Linked DNA regions of Gossypium hirsutum: region 2 is linked to region 1. A link is a contact called in public Hi-C data. All regions are on one chromosome and are shown on one strand. The core of a region is the stretch at or near the end of the contact, and the rest is flanking DNA. Distances in the headings are between cores, read along the strand shown. Region 1 holds the start of LOC107962262 (ras-related protein RABA1c). Region 2 holds the start of LOC107963178.

The links. Hi-C and Micro-C count contacts between places; a contact is called where the count stands out from the background.
Region 2: a contact with region 1 is called in a Hi-C map of leaf, with 3 times the contacts expected there. The contact joins the promoter of LOC107963178 here to the promoter of LOC107962262 in region 1. A contact is called at or near these places in 17 of 34 Hi-C or Micro-C datasets (anther, callus, hypocotyl and 3 more).

The regions. Positions count from the first base shown.
Region 1 is chrA06:101,548,820-101,554,818 of Gossypium_hirsutum_v2.1, forward strand. It overlaps LOC107962262 (ras-related protein RABA1c), which reads right to left and starts at 2,609. Exons shown (of 2, transcript XM_016898580.2): 1 at 1,976-2,609. The coding sequence starts at 2,196.
Region 2 is chrA06:101,819,402-101,825,272 of Gossypium_hirsutum_v2.1, forward strand. LOC107963178 reads left to right here and starts at 3,895. Exons shown (of 2, transcript XM_016899752.2): 1 at 3,895-4,528; 2 at 4,637-4,932. The coding sequence starts at 4,241. The coding sequence ends at 4,654.

The DNA.
Region 1 (5,999 bases), core at 1,359-3,858:
ATATTCGGACAAGGGGATGAAAAACCAAGGCCTGCAATATACATGAGCATGCCTCAAAAGAATCATGTCATTTGTCAAGCAAGATTCAGCGGTCTCGGAAGTGAAGCAAGCTAGATGTGCAATAGGGGAATTGCTGAGCCATGCTGGGGGCAATTGAAAAGACTGTAGAGGAGTATTTGGCTGGGGAGATAATATGGCAGGCAGCATTTGCAATAATATTCTCACTTTGGCAGCAATAGGCGATTATCAAACTTGGTCACTGGTGATGATGTGGCAGCTAAGATGGGAGAGATTCCATAGTAAAGTATATTGCCTTGGTGGCAAGCTGGCAGCTGCAGCACTCCTACCGTAATCTGGGACACAGGAAAGAGGCAGTCGACTTAAAAGGCTTAGCAGAAGTACTTTTAACCACTTCTTGAATCAGAAACCTAAAAGGGTACACCTCATTGGTTGCTCGCTCTATCCTCTAGGATCAAAGGGACTTCTCATATTGACAAATTTTCATTGTCAAAACCTAAAGTTACCAAAACTCCAGTCAAGTCTATATTGGTCAACGGCGTATAACATCCAAATTTTAACATTTTGGTGTTCAACAACAAACTTGACTGTACCATTACCCAATTAAAAACACGCTAGAATTCTCTTAAAATCAATAGTAGTAAATTATAGCATGTCGCTCTTCGAGTAAAGTATCCCACATTGCTAAAGAAACCTTAAGGTAAGTACAACTTCACCAGAATAAAAGAAAAACATTTATTGACGCACTACTCTTTCCCCATAAAATCAAGCTTTGCTTGGTAAGGTTAAAAGAAAATTGGAAAGATGAAAAGTTAACAGAAGGAGAAAAGTAGAAACACAGAAATTACATTTTCTTTTTGGCTGGAATACTGGGTAGAAAAGTTGAAGTATAGAAAAATATTTTTCTTTCCACCCATTGCCTGGTAGAGTAGAAAAATAAAAGAAACAAAATGAAAATTAAAAAAAAAGTAAAATCTGGTAAATATGCACACTTAACTTAAATCTTTCTCATTTTATCTCTTCTTGTCATTCCAATTTGGGATGATTTGTTTTTTTGCATTTGGATGGAAAATGATCATACATCTCCTATTTTTCTTTCATCTCAATTTTCTTTGTTAACAAGGCACACCCTAAAAGTTGCCACTCAAAGGACTTGAAAGGTCCCTCCCTCTAGAAACTAACATCATTTACTTGTTCAAGCCATTTCTTCCATAATCAATTTACCACACTGTAGCTAAAAGGTCCCTGCAACATCCCAAAATACCAGACTAGACTGATGCTAAACACTAGACTAACAAATTCCACGCGCAAATCGGAATCAAGATCCTGGTAAGCAATCATCATCTCTTTGTGACTAGTGATAACATATGAGAAAATCAGAAAGCGGGCAAGTAACGAAGACAAACAAATCTTATATCTAGCAGGAAGCGAACATATTAATGCAAAGCATGACCATCTCGTTTGTTACTCATTTTGTCAAGCCACTTAACTTTAGATGAATGCACACAACTCGTATAACAAGATCACAAGATTAAGAATAGTCAAGATCTGCTGACATGCACTTCAAATCTATGTTGGATCTATTTGCAATACAAGCCTATTAGGAAAGTTACTAAATCTAAACAACAGATTTGCAAGAAACAAGCAATCATAACACCATTTACTTACAAGATACTCTCAGATCTAGATAAGCAAGACCTTTTTTTTTTCTCTAGTATACTGGTAAAAGGAAGATTTGTTAAACCCCATTTCAGATCAAACCAAACTCTTCAAGAATCAAAGTTAGTTTCTTTTCCCAAGCAACAACAAATTTCAAGAAAACAATCTCCAAGAAGAAGGAAAACCTTATAGCTTATGATATTTGCCTATCTTTGTATACAAAATCAGAAAAGAACTATAAATACCCAGATCAAAAAAAAAAAAGGAAAGGAAGACGAGAAAGTAGGAAAAGTGAGACCTTTCTTGACCAGCAGTGTCCCAAATCTGAGCCTTGATGACCTTTCCATCAACATTCAAGCTACGTGTAGCGAACTCAACACCAATAGTGGACTTGGACTCGAGGCTAAACTCGTTCCTGGTGAACCTCGAGAGCAGATTTGACTTTCCGACACCGGAATCACCGATCAAAACCACCTTGAAAAGATAGTCATAGTCATCCTCAGCTCTGTAACCAGCCATCTTTACTCTTTCTCAGAACCACAGCTGTTACCCTCTTTCTTTGCGTCAAGTAAATAAACGAGTGTGTGAACGAGGGGATGGCCCGCGGCTTCTATGTATATTAAAAGCCTTTTCTTTTGAGATCTGCCTAAGAAAAAAAATCTAGTTGTTTTATGAGTTGGAAATGTAAAAGACTAATTGTCTGCTCCGTTGGACTCCAGAAAATGTGGGGAAATGTCCTTGAACGTTGGGGCTTTTTCTGGAATGACTTCAATGCCTTCAAAATTTTTCACCTATAATGTTGCTGTTGGAAAATGAGGATTTATGGGTCAATTTAACCAATGTTATTTACAGTCTTTTGAATTGGGAATGTTGTAATTTCCAGACACTATTTGTTGATTTTTCGGGTTCTTTTCCCTTTTTTTTAATAACACGAATAACGATAAAAATATGATAGAAGATTTTATATTAAAATTAATTTGCATTTTTCTATTTTTAACAAAAAAAGTAAATTAATTTTTGTATTATTAAAAATTAACGTAACTGATGAAATAATCAGAAAGTGTCACTCATGCTAATGTATATGAATCAATTTTTAACTATAGAAATAAATGAAAATTTTAATAAAAATATCAATTTGTTCTTTAATCTAATATATAGAGACTAAATTGTTCATTTTTTTTAATTAAGAGGGCAAAATATAATCTAATTCTTAGTATAAGAACATTCATGATAATTTTACTAGGAATAACTTGTTGAATCTAAGTTGTGGCTTATTGTCAAAGTATCTACTTTCCCCAAAAATAGCATACGTTTGAATCATTATTATACCAAAATTTGTAACTTATACAAGCTAGAAATATTTGTTACAAATATTGGTATACCGTTAGAAATTTTAGTATTAACTTGTAATCAGGTGATTTGGTTAAACATTTTTCTAAGTTTTTTTTGAAGGCATACAACAGAATTGTCAAAAAGAAACCTTCAATTTGAATGCTTTCAATGATATATTGGTAATGTTGTCTGAACCCAATCAAATTAATTGGTTGAATCCATTGGATCAAAGTGGTCGAGGTATCGATTTGGAAAGTGACAAAAAACTAGTGGATTTAGGAACTAATACAGATCGGTTGAATCAAACTAAAAAATTAGTTGAATCGATAGTTAAATTGGTTGAACCTAATTTTATTTTAATTTTTAATGTTTTCTTTATTTTTTTGATAATTTATTTGTTTTGAACCAAATAGACCAGTTAAATCGAGAATTGATGGTCTGATCGATTTAATCATAAGTCCAATTTAAAAAAAAAATGGATTTTGATTATCGTTTTATGCTAAGAGTTGTGTATACTATTTATTGTAGTCTCTCTTCTTCTTCTTCTTCTTCTTGATTTTATTAGTAAAAATATAACATATTTGCCCTTCTTCAAATAAAATATTAATATTTGATTTCTCGAAATATTGCTATTGGAAATTAATTTCTAAAATGTATTTTTAGAATTTTTTTACCAAAATAATATAAAATAATTAAATAAATACTGAAATGGGCTAAAGGCAATAATATTTACGAATCTAGGTAGGAGCTACAGTAAAAAATCGGTGCTGCTTGACCAATCAGCGGCACCCCTCTCCCCATCCACCGATCACATCAAGTTTTAAAAATATATATTTTTTATGGGTGCCGCCTACTCAATCGGCGGCATCGGACTGAAATGTGATGACCTAAAATATTTTGGGACCTACTATGTAAATTTGCCATTTTGATTCAAAAGCTTTAAGGGTGCCACCTGACAGTTTGATGACACCAAACTTCAAAAAGGTAAATTACTTAATAACCCCTTCTTATTTATTTTCTTTTATTTCCCATCAACACCGAAAATAGAGAGGCCTATTATTAATTAGTTCAAAAAGTTTTTCTACTAAAAAGTATTTTGTAAAAAAGTCGATTTCAACTGAAAATAAATTTCATTTATTTTTTGAAAAATAGTTTTTTTTTCAAATTATTTTATTCCCGTTCTAATAATTTTTTTGAAAAATAATTTTACAAAAAAATTACTTTTAAAAAATAAATAAAATTTATTTCTAGTTGGAATAAGCTTTTTTTACAAAAATACTTTTTAGTAAAAAAATTTAGTAAAAAAATTTTGGATTAATTTATAAGAGACCTTTTTATTTTTTGTGTTGAAGGGAAATAAAAAGAAATAATAAACAAGAAGGGTTTTATGAAGCAATATACCCTATTTGAAGTTTGGTGCCGCCAAGCTGTGAGGCGGCACCCTTAAAGCTTTTCAATCAAAATGGAAAATTTACCTATCATGTCCCTAGATATTTTAGGTCATCGCATTTCAGTTCGGTGCCACCAATTGACCAGGCGACACCCATAAAAAAATTTTCTTTTAAAACTTGATGTGACCGGTATAACAGCCCAATTTAGACCCTAATCGGAATGGTAGTTTTGGGACCATGAATCTGAGTCAAAAAAATATTTTTAAATTATTTTTAGTGTTTATTCTGTGTGAATTTATGTCTGTGAAAATTTCGTGATTTAATTTGGTCGTTTAGGTGCCCGATTAAATCAAAGGACTTAATCGCGTAAGATAAAAATTTAGTGGTTAAATGTGAAAGTACTTAATTGTTAATGTCTTTATTAATGGAAGCACCTATGATGTAAATATACCTTTACATACTTGCATGAACACATTCGGCTATTAGTAAGTAATTTAAACATAATAATAAGTAAGGGTAAAATAGTAACTTATGTGATACAATGTTATAATATAAAGTATATTATAAAATAATAAGACAAATCATAATGTGTTCATACTTTCTACTAGCCGAATATCAAAATAACCAAAGAAAAGAAAAGAAACTTAGGGTTCTGCACTTTTAAGCTTGATTCAAGGTAAGTTTTAGCTCGGTTTTTGATAATTTCTACGTTTTTGAGATCGTTGCTTCGAATACTTCAAAACTCATGCTTGAATTTTTAATTTTGATGAATATTTTGAGTTGAGCCATTTTTGATAGCTTGTGATTTTTGTTGGTTGATGATGAAAAATGAAAGATATGTTTTAGATTAACATATTTTGTATTGAAGTTTTTGATGATTTTGGGTAATTAGGACTTAATTGAAAAAATAATAATTTGAGGGACTAAAATTTGAAATAAATGAAATATATGGTCTTGTATGAACACTAGGAATATTCGGCCAAACAAGGGTACCTTGAAATTTTGCATATTTTGTGTTTTGTGCAATAGGGACTAAATTATAAAAATTGTAAATGCTAGGGTAAAATGGTAATTTGCCTATTTATGTGTTTTTGGATTAAATTGAATGAAAATATGTTTGAATGAGCTTAATTTGAATATGTTTAGATCAATAAATAAAGAAATCAGATTTGGACCGGGGAAAAACGAAAGTTGTCGACTAGCAGCCCCGTCCCGTTTTATGACATCTGATGTAAGTTTATAAACAAAAAGACGTGTGTATTTGGTAATTAAATGTTATATTTATATGCTGTTATGAAATGTAGAATTTTAATATGCTATGGCCGAAAATGATTAAATTTGACTACTACACTTTCGAGTTCGATTCGACCGAGTTACGACGTCCGAAAGCTCCATATGAACCTTAGGAATAGCTAGGATACATATGTCATGACATAGGATTTCGATATATGTGTGCGAGTAAGACCATGGCATCGATATGTGATTTCGATATGTGTTTACGAGTAAGACCCTGCTTGGGACAGTGGCATCGATATGTGGTTACATGTAAGACCACATCTGGGACGTTGGCATTGTACGATTTATGTGATTATTCGAGTG
Region 2 (5,871 bases), core at 2,645-5,144, 270 kb after region 1:
CTCTCTTAGCCCTCATGCCTATCATCATCTTTGCATAAAGATTTTTAGCAAATTAGCCTATTAAAAAGCCCTTGGTTGGCCACCTCGAAGAGCCATTAGCAAAGGAGCTAAGCAAAGGAACGAAGGAGCCCTCGTCAGTCAGAGTCTTTGGTGACAACCACTTTGATTTGGGTTTAATATTTATTTTCTTTAATTTAATTCAATAATGTTTGCTATGTGTTTACTGTTCTTGTTTACAACAATGATAGCTTAATTTTATTTAAGCTAGGATGATTATTTTGATTGAATAATATTTATTTGATTCATGCTTATAATGTTTGTGCCTTAATCGATCATGTTTTCAATTAAAATCAAGTCTATATTTCGTTCATACGTGATTGAAATGCACTTGAATTAGTTTAGCGATCCTAACCAGACAACGGCTAATGGACACATAATTGAAATGTGCATGCTCAATTTAGATCCTAACCCAATTAAATTTTAGGTTACATAACAACCCTAATCAGGCTCTGTTATCTGCATAGTTTTTAGATTTGTGCGATTAAATTATTTCAAACCTAATACGTCCCTGTTACGTAGCACGAATACTAAGAAACCCTTAGTAAATAAGGATCAATAAAATGCATATTTACCAAGTAAAGGATTCCGAAAGGACCTAATGTGGTTTCTAAACTCATGAAATATCGAGTTGCCATGGAATGCTTTTTCGAGTATTGATAAGCATGTTGATAATAATTTAAGTTTAATTAAATTATTTGTCCTAGCTTGTTTATGTTATAATTGTTGCTTATTGTGTTAGTTCTGCTAAAATCTATTTGATTCATATAGTTGCATGTTAGGATAAATCTCATCAAGGATCATTGCATTTAGTTTAATGTATTTTAATCATCACTTCTCAATTATATTGTTTTTATTTATCAAATTGTTAATATAATTTTACAAATTAATTGACTTAGCACAAATACAATCCCTGTGGAGACGATAAATTAATATTTACTTATTACTTGATAACGACTGTGTACACTTCCACAAACCCGAGCGTTACAGATATTTCTTCCTAATTCCTTTAATTTTATCTTTAGTAAACAATAGAATTTCTGTTAATCCACCTCTAGTATCTTTAGCGACTGTATTGTCACTAATTTTTTCTATGTGTCTTTGACTCTATATCTTGAATTTAGAAATTTTATATATTTCTTCTTTAGAAATATGATTCTTATTTATTTTTCTATCATTTCATCAGAAAAGTCTTTTTCTTCTCCGATTAAATTTCCTAATTTTATATCCTGTTGTTCAGATTTAAGAATTTCTTCTAATTAGTTATTAGAACTACTTTCTACATTAAACATAAATATATATTTTTCATCATTTGAATCAAAGTCTGTTTCTGATATTAATTCATATAATATTTCTTCATGATTTATTTCTTTTTCTAAACATATTTCTAAATCTTGTTCTTCAAGAGTTTTTATCATTTTCTTTGCATTTTTTCCTTTATTAAGACAATTTGTTGCTATATGACCTTCTTCATCACATATGAAACATTTACATATTTGTCTTTTAGATTTTTTAAAAGTTCTTCTTCTAACAATTTTTTTCTTTTTATTATAACCAGTATATTTTTATTTCCTGGTTTCCATCTAACTAATTTATATATTTTATTTTTCTTTCTATGTTTTTTATAAGTTTTAGGACATATTGATCTACATCCAAATTCCCACTCATTTTCTAAAATTTTAGTACAATGTTTAATAAATATCTTTTTTAACCTTTAATAGTTTTTTTTTTCAGTTTGCTCCTTACTATTTAAAAGTACATAAAATCATAAAAAATTAAAAGTTGTTATATTTTAAATAAAAAAATTCTAAAAGAATTAAAAAGCAAAAATAAAAATAAAAACTTTCCAAAAAATTATTAAAATAAAACTCTTTAAAATTAAATAAAAATATTTTTTAATTCATAAAATTCAAAAAAGAAAAGTTATGTACTCCTTAAATGATAATAAGGTCTACTTAAAGTTTGATTTATCCATTCAATACTATTAAAATTAAACTTGAACAAATATTTTTTAATTTCTAAAAAAATATTTTTTATTTAAATTTAAAATTATATTAAAATCCTATTTAATACTGACAAAAAGAATAACTTAAATTTGAAGACACTTTATTATTACTAGAGCTGATCATGGGCTGGGCGGTCCGGCCCGGCCCGAAGGCCCGCTGGAAAAATGGGAGGGTTTGGGTAAAAATATAGGCCCGAAAAATGGGCTTGGACAAAAAAATGAGCCCCGTTTAGAAAACGGGCCGGGCCTCGGGCAAGAGTTTTTGGCCCAGGCTTGGGCCCGACCCGGCCCGAATTATATATTAATATATTTTTTATTTTATTTTTAATCATTTTAAATTTTTAATATAACCTTTTTTTATTATATTGTCAATTTGTGTATTGTTTTAAGAATTGTTTTAGTATTATTTTTATTTGTCTTAATATTTGTTTTTATGTTTTTAAATATATTTGATTTATTATATTTTTAAAATTTTTTATTTAATGAAATAAGAAAAAAATTAATATGGGTCGGGCCAGGCCGGGCTCGGTCTTAGTAATTTTATTTCGGGCCGGGCTTGGACAAATTTTCAGGCTCATATTTCGGGCTGGGCGGGGCCTAGTAGACGGGCTTAAAATTTTATCTGGGCCCAACCCGAACCTGGCCCGGCCCATGATCACCTCTAATTATTACTCAAGAAGTAAATAACATAATTCTTTTGAATTTTAAAAATTTTTGTTTTTATAATTTTTGAATTTTTAGATGAATTTTTTTAAAAATAAATATAATTTTTAATTTTTTTATTATTTTTATTGAAAATATAAAAAACAATTTTTAATTTTTATGTATTTAAAAAGTAAAGACCAAATTTATAAAATTTATAAAATATGAGAGCTAAACTCCTTATTCAATATTTTTTATAGTTGCAAAATTAGATGAAGAGATTAAAAGTTTTATATAAAAAAATAGGTTGACTTAATTTCAAAAAATTAAAATAAATAGACTAAATTTTAAATTTCAATAGAATAAAACCAGCTTTAACATATTTAAATCTATTTTTAATTAGTATTGAAAAAGCTTAATTAAGCCAACTTGATGAGATATATATAGGAGAATGAAATTGTTTGAAATAGAACCCAAACTAAAAGGCGATAACTTGATGATATATATATATTTGATGATTGGGGAAGGCAATAAAATTATTTGAGATTGAATTTAAACTTTTATATTTATATTATAATAATATTTAGGAGAGTTTTTATTTTAAACCCAATTTTAAAAAACCTCAAAATAATAAAGTGTAAATCTCAAATATTAAAACATAGAAATATTTACGTGGAAGCACAAAATGGTTGTTTTCTTTTTCTTGGAATCTTCACTGTGATAATAATAAATACCTCGACCGTACTATTCTTGTTGATGAAAGGTCTCTGATAAAAGTCCCAATATATTTATTTATCTTACTGCACCTGAAGTCGATCCTTGGCCCATAGCAAGGAAAATGCAGTTGGGTATTTAGTAAAATAATCAACCAAACCTGAGCTGAGTTTATGTTTTGCCTGTATTTTCTGACCCACAAACTTGAGGCTTTAATTATTTGAAAACATTATTCTCAACAAGTTAAGCATCCAATGAGTTGAAATTATTGCCAAACCTATGGGGAAAAAAAAAGGCCACCAAAGGCCTACTGCTTCCATTGTAGCCTGCACTAAATAAACAGTTCCTAATAAATGTTTACTGAAAGTGAAGGAAATGGAAATGTAAACATTTGCAAAAAAATAGGAATCTTTCCATGGTGATATGGTTCCCATTCAAATTATAAACAGGACCTACTCGATTAAAAGCACATTTTGGAAACTTGGTTACCAACCATGACCTTTTCCAATGAACAAGATAAGAGGGTCCACAGAAGAAAAATAAAAATAAAAAGGAAATAATCCCCATACCAAACAAAATTTGCAGATATACAAAACAAGCTTTTCATTGCTGAAATTATTGGTTACCCAAATGCAGGTTTCCTCTAAACTTCAACCCCCGAGCGTTTTAAAACATTAGTTATGCCCCCCCACGAACTCTCCATGATTGTTTACTGCCATACATGTCTTTGTCACTAAAACCATTATCTCCTTCTAACAACCTTGACCACGCTTAAGCTATCACCATTATCATTATTTTCTTTTTGGAGAAACAAAAAAATCAATGTCAAACTCTGAATCTGAAGTTATTTCGTCTCCATCTTCTTGTGATTTGGTTGAGGCATCTCCAGTTAAGGTTCAAGTGGTTTCTAAATCTGTATCCGACCGCCTTCTTGACAAGTTCTTTGATGTGTCTGAATTCAACTTCGATTATTCCAAGAGTGGACTCTGGTCTCCCCCTGTTCCAAGAAGTGCTTTTTTAAGCTCCCCTGGGACAATATTCAATGAACAAGAAATGCTCCAAAGGCTCAAAATTGTCATGGAAAGACGTCGTCGTACTAGAAGATTCAATGTTCGTTTCAGCATACGGCTCTCTTTTTCATATTTCATTTCATCAAGTGGGATTCCACTAAATTCGAATTCAATTCTAACGCTGCCATGAATCTTTTTTTTTTTGCAGGTATTTTGCTGTTCTTGAAAGAACTGCAGGAACATTGGAAAGGCAAAAACAGAGAATTTATGTAAATTTTACTAATTTTTTTGGAGAAATATATAGTGAATAGTATACATTTGCTAACTCGTTCATCTGCAATTCATCCTCTCTTTTTTTTCTTCTGGTAATTTTCTTGGGAATGTTTGGTTTGTTGGAAATTAGCGAAAACCTATTTTTCTCAGAGGTATATCTTCCAATCTTGAATCTCCAAGGATTGAAAACAACATTGCAATTTGAATGACAGCTTCTGATTGTTCATCTAATGTTCAAAAACGCCTAATTCTCGTTGTCATAGAGTCTCCCAAGCTACTGTTGCATTAGATATAAAATTGACGTAAATTGATTTCAAAATCCTAAATGTGAATATGTTATGCATATCAAGAAAAGTGCAATTAGAAGATGTGGTTTTGTTTAACATTGTCACATAGGTATAATCACAATTTAATCCCTTAACGTTTGCATATTTGGATAATTTGGCCTGTTTTAGGCTAAATTTAGTTCCAACTTGAAAAAAAAGATTAATTTTGAACATTTATCTTTTAAAAAATTGAATTACTATCTTTTTAACAAAAATATTGGCAAATATTAAAATTTTAAACATAACAAATGTGTACTTCCTTCTATTTTTTGAATTTTTTTATATTTTTTTGTATTTTTGTATATTTTTAATGTTTTTATGTAATATAGTCAAATAGTATCAATACAACATCAAATACAAGTGGATAGTCCTGCGGGTTGTCACGCCAACATCGTTAAAAGATTAATATTTTAGTTAGTATTTCTGTTAAAAAAAACTATTTACCTCATTTTGATAGGTTTATGATCAAATTTAACTAAAAAATTATTAAATTGACAAAAATGTATATATTAAAGGTTAAATTTATCATTATATCATTTAAAAAATTTAATATACAACAATACATGAAATGAAAATTTTAAATACTTTTAAATAATTAATATAAAACACATGTTAAATTTTAAATTAAGTATACAGACTATATTTTACTGAGTATTGATTAATTATTTATGACTACATCAAAAGTTCATTAAAGATTTTTTTTTCTTTTATTTTGTAAAAATTCATTAAAGATGTTAATATAATAATCATTAATATATCACTTTTAATTGCACCCAATACCTTAATGTCCCACCAATCATAAGTTCAAAGACAAACACAAACTAACATTGGGAATGGTAGAATT